Linked DNA regions of Columba livia: region 2 is linked to region 1. Evidence: chromatin contacts called from public Hi-C data. All regions are on one chromosome and are shown on one strand. Each heading gives the region's core, a stretch centred on a gene start, on an enhancer-like site or on the middle of the called end of the contact. The rest is flanking DNA. Distances are from core to core; before and after follow the strand shown. Region 1 holds the start of DTNBP1 (dystrobrevin binding protein 1). Region 2 holds the start of MYLIP (myosin regulatory light chain interacting protein).

Region 1 (3,129 bases), core at 473-2,972:
CTTTCCACAGGCTTAGCTACTATGGCTCCAAGATACAGGTTTCCAAAGGCAACATAGAATACAGTCCAGATAAAAAAAAAAAAAAATAAAGATGGGACACTCCAAGTGCACATTAATGGGGCTGCTAGAACACAAAGATGGAAACGATGACATCAGAGACTGCTCTCACAACAAAACAAAATATTGCAGTACTTGTGTATTGAAGAGGGCAAATTAAGAGCCCACATGGAAACATATGGAGTCCACTGCAGCAACAGGGATAGAGAGTTAAGTGACCATTGGATCCAGCATGTTATGACCTTCCTGTTGTCCTCTTTCATCATGTGAAAAACATCTTTTCCAAAATAATGCTGCATTGTACCGAGCCATCAAACCCTGTGAGAAGTTCTAAAAATAACAGCAAAACAGAAAGCCAGCCAGAAACAAAGCAATGCCTTAGTCTGTATTCTTAAGATATTTTAATATCAAACTACTGTTTGCTAAGTTGAGACAGATAACATCTAAGCAACTTATCTGGCTGATTGGCAGCTTATTCTGTCAGTTTCTGCGGAACATCATATACTGGTGCAAATCAGTCATTATAAAATATTTATTTTAAGTTTCGGGACTACACAGACATCCATCACTACATATAAATATTTACCATAGGGGTATTACAAGTCAGTCTCAATGTTGCCAAAGACCACGCAGTTTTTAAAAGTAATTGATTACAACAGGACACTCTCCTGTGGCTCATTATAAACCAACAGGTTTGCAGCAAAGGTATGACCTTGTTCTCCAGCCATCCACTGACCTCCAGTAACACTCATTTGGACCACCTGCTTCTACTAAAAAAAGCATTGATACCGGGCCTATTTAAAAACAAAAACCTTGTGAGGCAATGTAGGAAGAATACCCTTCTGTATTTTAATGTAAGCAAGGAGCTGCTCTTTCTGCATATCCTGCACTTCTTTTCCCCAAGCGATAGTAACTAACCTTCTAATGAAAGAAAAGCTTTTCATATGCCAAACAGAGCGCAGCGATGCTCTTTAAGCAATTACGCGAACCCATAAAACCTTGAAAGGTCAAGTTACTTCGTGAAAAACTGAAGTGCGTTAATTGACACCGTTCGCATCTTCCTGGTGCTCTCGGAACAGCCATTTCATTCCTTCCTTCCTTCCTTCCTTCACTCGACCGCAGCTGCTTCCCAAACCCCGAGGCTGCTCATCCCCTCAAGCCCCGACTGCAGCTGCCAGGGCTCTCCCGCCCGCCATGACCCGCTCCGCCGAGACGGCAAAGAAGCGGGCGGGAGGCGGTGGGTAAGACCCAGGGGCCAAGTTTCCAACCCGTTCCAGCATCGAGCGGGAAACCATCACCACCACCAAGCAACCGCGGTGAGAGGGATCCCGCCCCGCACTCTCCTCCTCTTCCTTTCCCTCCCTCCCGCTCGCCAGGCCAGTCCCCGCCCTCCCCCACCCCCCAGTCACCTGCTTCCCCCTCCCCGCCCGGCCGCGGGGCGCGAGTCCCTCACCCGCTCCCCCCGCCAGCCCCGCGGGCCTGGGGTGCTACCCACCCGGCGCTGAGGTCCTGCTGGACGCTCAGCAGACGCTCCCGCAGCGTCTCCAGCATCGTCTCGGCTTCCCCCGGCTGCGGAGGCCAGTGCCGGGCCGGCGGGGCGGGGCGCGGGGTGGAGCTCAGCCCGCACCTCCCACCTCAGCCCGTGGGGGCGGTGCCAGGCGCGGCGCGAGCATGCGACGGTTAAGGGCCGCCCTCCCTCTTCCGGCGGTGCTTAAGGGCAGAGGTTGCCTCACAGAGTTGTCTCTGAGGTGGAGTCTTGGAGGAGAGTTGGGATTCCGTATTATGTGTTCCCGGTGTCCGAGTAGAGCTGGGTAGAAGTGCGCCTGAAGGCCAGGCCGTTTACAAGGGTAGCTGTTCGAGAAGCATTTGGATCGCTGGCGTTGCAGCGTACGGCTTTTTAAAAACCGCATCAAGCTCCTGGGCAGGTTGGGACCCTCCCCTTATTGGAGGAGTGAACTCAGGGTGGTATCGGGCTTTGCAATAAAATCCAAAAGTATCGAAAGCAAAACTACTGGATCCCCTTGGGCCTGCTGCGTTCTTGGAATAAGAGATAGATGACAGCATCTCACAGTTCTTGTGAAGCAGGTAGTTGAACTGTAAGTTTATGTGGCCCACCACTGTTTTCTTTGGAGACTGCCAACTGTCAGGCTTGTATAGATACTAGTAGTTCTTAAAAAGAATAACAAAAAGGAACTGTTAGTTCTTACAAATAGTAAATAGCGCAGTGAAAAGTTTTAATTGAGCTTTTAGGTTCAAATAAAGCTGTTATGAGTCATTCAAGTGATCTTGAGATGGTTTAAGTGGAATCAGACCTTTTCAGAACAATTGGCTGCTCTTTCCAGATGTCTGTATTTACAATCACAGTAAAAGGAAGACAGTCTTTCACCCCGTGTGTTCTCAGTTAATATTTGAGGAACATGGACCCAGGATTTAGATGAATCTGGAAAATTGTAAATTTCCATTTAATTGAGACTTCCATTTCCAGATAAGGCAGCTGAGATTTCAAAGCCAAAAGATTTTATTTGTTAACAAATTTGCTTTTGGTTAAAAGTTCCAAAAAATTAAACGGAGAGCACTGAAATAATTTATTACAAGGAGAATGTATGCAGAGGGGGGCTGTTGGGTGTGTCGTTCAGTACTGCATATGTATACTTGGAGTGGTTCACAATACATTCAATCAACTGGAAAAGTGAGATCATAATCCCATCCATTTTCTGCTTGTCTGCTTTTAGAAGAATGTGGGGCCTGTAGGTTGTTTCTTATGTGGCAGACTGCATATGAAGTTCTGTAAAAGAACATATAACATTTAGACAGTATTTTTCTCTTGCTTGCCCAACAACAATATCAAGAAGTAGAGACTTTCCACCAGCTCTCCAGACTAAAGAGGGGAAGGGCTTGAATCAACAAGTGTTTTTCTGATGTATTCAGAGACATGCATCACAAATGCTGACAAAAGCTGTGCAATCTGGCCTTAGGTAATATATATATTATGGGAATTAAAGTTTTCAGAAAACAAGGGAAAAGTTTTAACCTTTAATTTTCACCTTTCCTTTGAGAAGACATTAATTTATT
Region 2 (3,352 bases), core at 234-2,733, 160 kb after region 1:
TGAGCTAGTAAGTGTACAGCTGAAATGCAGTACCATTCAGGTTTGACATCTCATGTCCTGTTTCTTACTTGCCTTTTATTGTTCTGGCTGCTTTGGATCTGAGCAGTCTTCTGGTTACAGAGTTCACGTGAACAAAATGGATATAGCTCTATGTACACTTATCAGAATAGCCATATACTGTGTTTGCAGAGTTCCCAGAAGATTGAGCATCTATTCTGAGAGTTCCTTTAGTAAAACTGAAAATACTAACAACCCTGAAAAGTGCAGCAGAAATACCCAGACAGAAGCTAGCGACCCATATACATGGGAACAAGCTAATATTCAGCCCTGTTGTGACCTTGCATTAGTGCTGTGGTTTGTTCTTCTTCCTGTTATCCTTCACTGCATTCTCAGATCCCCATTTCCTCTCTTAGCTCTTCCCCTGACAGCCTGCTTGTTCCTCACCACTGCACTGCTCAGTACTTCTTTGATCTGCATTTCTTTTCGGGAACCCACACAGCGTGCATTTTGTACTTAGTCCTCCCTGTCATTTCAATTTACATTGTTAAAGCAGCCATAAACTTTGCTCTATATACCTTGTGTATGTTTGTCAAACAAACACTTCTAAGCACTCACCCGGTGCAGGTGTTCCTCTCCTGGCCTGCAATCACCTATAAGTTTCATACGTACAGAATTCAATGAGTGTACAAACTCCATCATCCATTAGCATGACAGTGAAATAGAGGCCACGGTATCACTTGGCTGGTCCTTCTTAATATTGCCAGATAATTCTTAAATTTTCCACATTTCCAGTGCTTTTGCATGCTGCATAACACAAAGCTGGGCCAAAGCCAGAGAGAATATAAGAGAGCGAGCATTAATCCAGATGTTATTTTTCCTTTCATTGAAAAGAAGTGTTTGCAAAGTTTACAGATGAGCCGTGAAAATATTTGGTTGCCTCATAGCTCATGGCCACTCGCTCTCAAGTCAACTTTGTAGAGAGTCCCTGCCGTTAGGTTTGGTCTCCACCTTCACTTAGAAGAACTTGTTTAGCTGCCATTTAGCCAGACATAATTCCAGGGTAAGCAGCACTGGGCTATTGCAGGTGGCGGTGGGTGAAGATAATTTGGGGGTGCTGGGTGCTGAAGAGGAAGAAAGCCCCGAGGGCGGGCTCCTTCGGGCAGCCAAGCCACGGCGGACAGGGGTTTTCCGCGCAGGGCAGGGCCCGGGACAGGGTACTTTCCGCACCGGGCAGAGGGGACAGCCCCGGAACGGGAGTGGTAGAGAGTCCCGCCGGCCGCCCGCGGCCCAACGTCCCGCCAGGGGGCGCCAGAGAGCGACCACAACAGACGCCCTCCCGGCCGCCGCCGTTTCCCAGGGCTGGCGGCGTTGATTGGTGGCTGCGGCGGCCCGCAGCGGTGAGCGGCGCCTCGTGATTGGTCCGCAGGTGCCGCTCGGAAAGGGGGAGGGGGAGACGGAGGGTATATGTGGAGGGAGCGGAGTCACCGGAGCGCAAGCACTAGGCGAGTGGGGGGTGGTTGGCTGGTTGTTGTAAGCGGCCGGGCGTGGGCGGCGGGCAGGGACGACTGCGTACCTTCCCTCAGCCCGTACCGACAGCTGTGATTTCCCGCGGGCAGCGGCAGCAACAGCCGCTCCGGGTGTCCGCCGTGGCAGCAGCAGCGGCGGCGGCGGCGGCGGCGCTGGCTGGCTCCAGCCATGCTGTGCTATGTGACCAGGCCGGACGCGGTGGTGATGGAGGTGGAGGTCGAGGCGAAAGCCAACGGCGAGGACTGCCTCAACCAGGTGAGGGGGCCGCGCTGCGCTCTCCTTCCCGCTGCCCTGCCGCCTTCCAGGGACGCGAAGGCTCGGCGTGGGCAGCGCAGACCGTTGGTGCCTGACAGACGGCGGGCGCGCGTCGCCCGTTCCTTGTCCCTCATACAGCGCGCAGGTGGGGGGCTGAGGGGGCGAGGGGCGCGGCGGCGCCAGCTCGCGGCGCCCCGGCCGTTGAGGGCGGCGGTGGCGCGGGGCAGGGCTGGGCGGCGGCGCGACCCTGCGCAGGGGCGGCCGCGGCCGTAGGGGCGGGGAGCCGGCGGGAGCCGCCGCAGTCTCCCCGCTTCTGTGGTGTGGTTTTGTTGTTTTAGGTTTTGTTTTTTTCTTTCTTTTTATTTTTTTTTTCCTCCATGCTGGATGCAGAAGTTGCTGCATGCCTTGCCTTGGGGCTCTCCGGCTCTTCTCCCTTCTCCTTTACAGTTTGCGTGGGAAGGGCAGGCCTCAGCCTCACGCTGCCGCCTGTTCGAACTGCCTCTGGGGTGGGGGGGAGGCACGAGTGGGACCCACCTGGCCCGGGCGGTGCCGAGTTGGCCCCCGTGGCCTGCTGGGGTTGTGCTGACTGGAGCCGTTGTCCAGGTGCTTTCGCCCTTCTGTCGCCTCGTTGTGGCTGCGGCGGCTGCTGTAGCAATGCTGGAGAGAGCCAAATGCAGCAGCCCGGTCTGTTGGTGGCATCTAAATAAAACTTCTGGGTTGTATATCTTTTTTTCTCCTCCTTTCCTAGAAAACTCCATGGCTGTGATGTTAAATAGATACAATCTTCTTTTGGAAATCCCCTCTTAAGTGCCTCTTCTGGGGATGAGAAGGGGGCTAGAATTTGACCATGGAAGTCCATGTCCTTTTTAACCAGTGGAGAAATTCCCCGTTTATTCTTGGTATTTGTTTACGTGTTATTTTGTACACAACTTAAAATCCAAGTGATTAAGTAATCTTTTGTATAATGTTGCTTACGGCAGGTTTTATTTTTTGTGTTTTTAAGTGAGCAGTCTGAAACAATACTTGATTCAGGTGATATTTTTCGGTGTTGTGGGCTCATTATGAAGAATGTCTTTCTTTCAGGTTTGCAGAAGGTTGGGAATTATAGAAGTTGATTATTTTGGACTGCAGTTCACTGGCAGCAAAGGGGAGAATCTGTGGCTGAATTTGAGGAACAGGATCTCCCAGCAGATGGATGGTTTAGCCCCTTACAGATTGAAATTAAGAGTCAAGTTTTTTGTAGAGCCGCATCTTATCTTACAAGAACAGACGAGGTAAGGTAAAGATGGTTGTAAGTAAATATAATTTATTACTTTGTTTTCAATTTCTGTAACTGATGGAAGTGATTACACACTGACCTTATTTCTTCCATCTTCTGGTACTCTTGGTTTGACTTTTCTTTGTAGTTTTAAAATCTTAGTGTTACTTAAATGTATTATTTGTTTTTGGAAAAAAAATATAAGAGACTGGTAATATTGTAAGTATTGTGTAGCTAACTCTGATGAACGTAGGTAATTCCATGAGCACTTATTGCTGAAATTAGAAGAAACTAAACTACCAGTAGCAAATT

Evidence for each region. A called contact is a pair of places that touch in the nucleus more often than the background predicts.
Region 2: a Hi-C map of crop shows a contact between it and region 1, with 2.4 times the contacts expected there. The contact joins the promoter of MYLIP here to the promoter of DTNBP1 in region 1. A contact is called at or near these places in 2 of 2 Hi-C or Micro-C datasets (crop and liver).

The regions. Positions count from the first base shown.
Region 1 is chr2:68,240,410-68,243,538 of bColLiv1.pat.W.v2, forward strand. It overlaps DTNBP1 (dystrobrevin binding protein 1), which reads right to left and starts at 1,723. Exons shown (of 10, transcript XM_065052358.1): 1 at 1,553-1,723. The coding sequence starts at 1,608.
Region 2 is chr2:68,398,182-68,401,533 of bColLiv1.pat.W.v2, forward strand. It overlaps MYLIP (myosin regulatory light chain interacting protein), which reads left to right and starts at 1,484. Exons shown (of 7, transcript XM_065052360.1): 1 at 1,484-1,782; 2 at 2,866-3,056. The coding sequence starts at 1,696.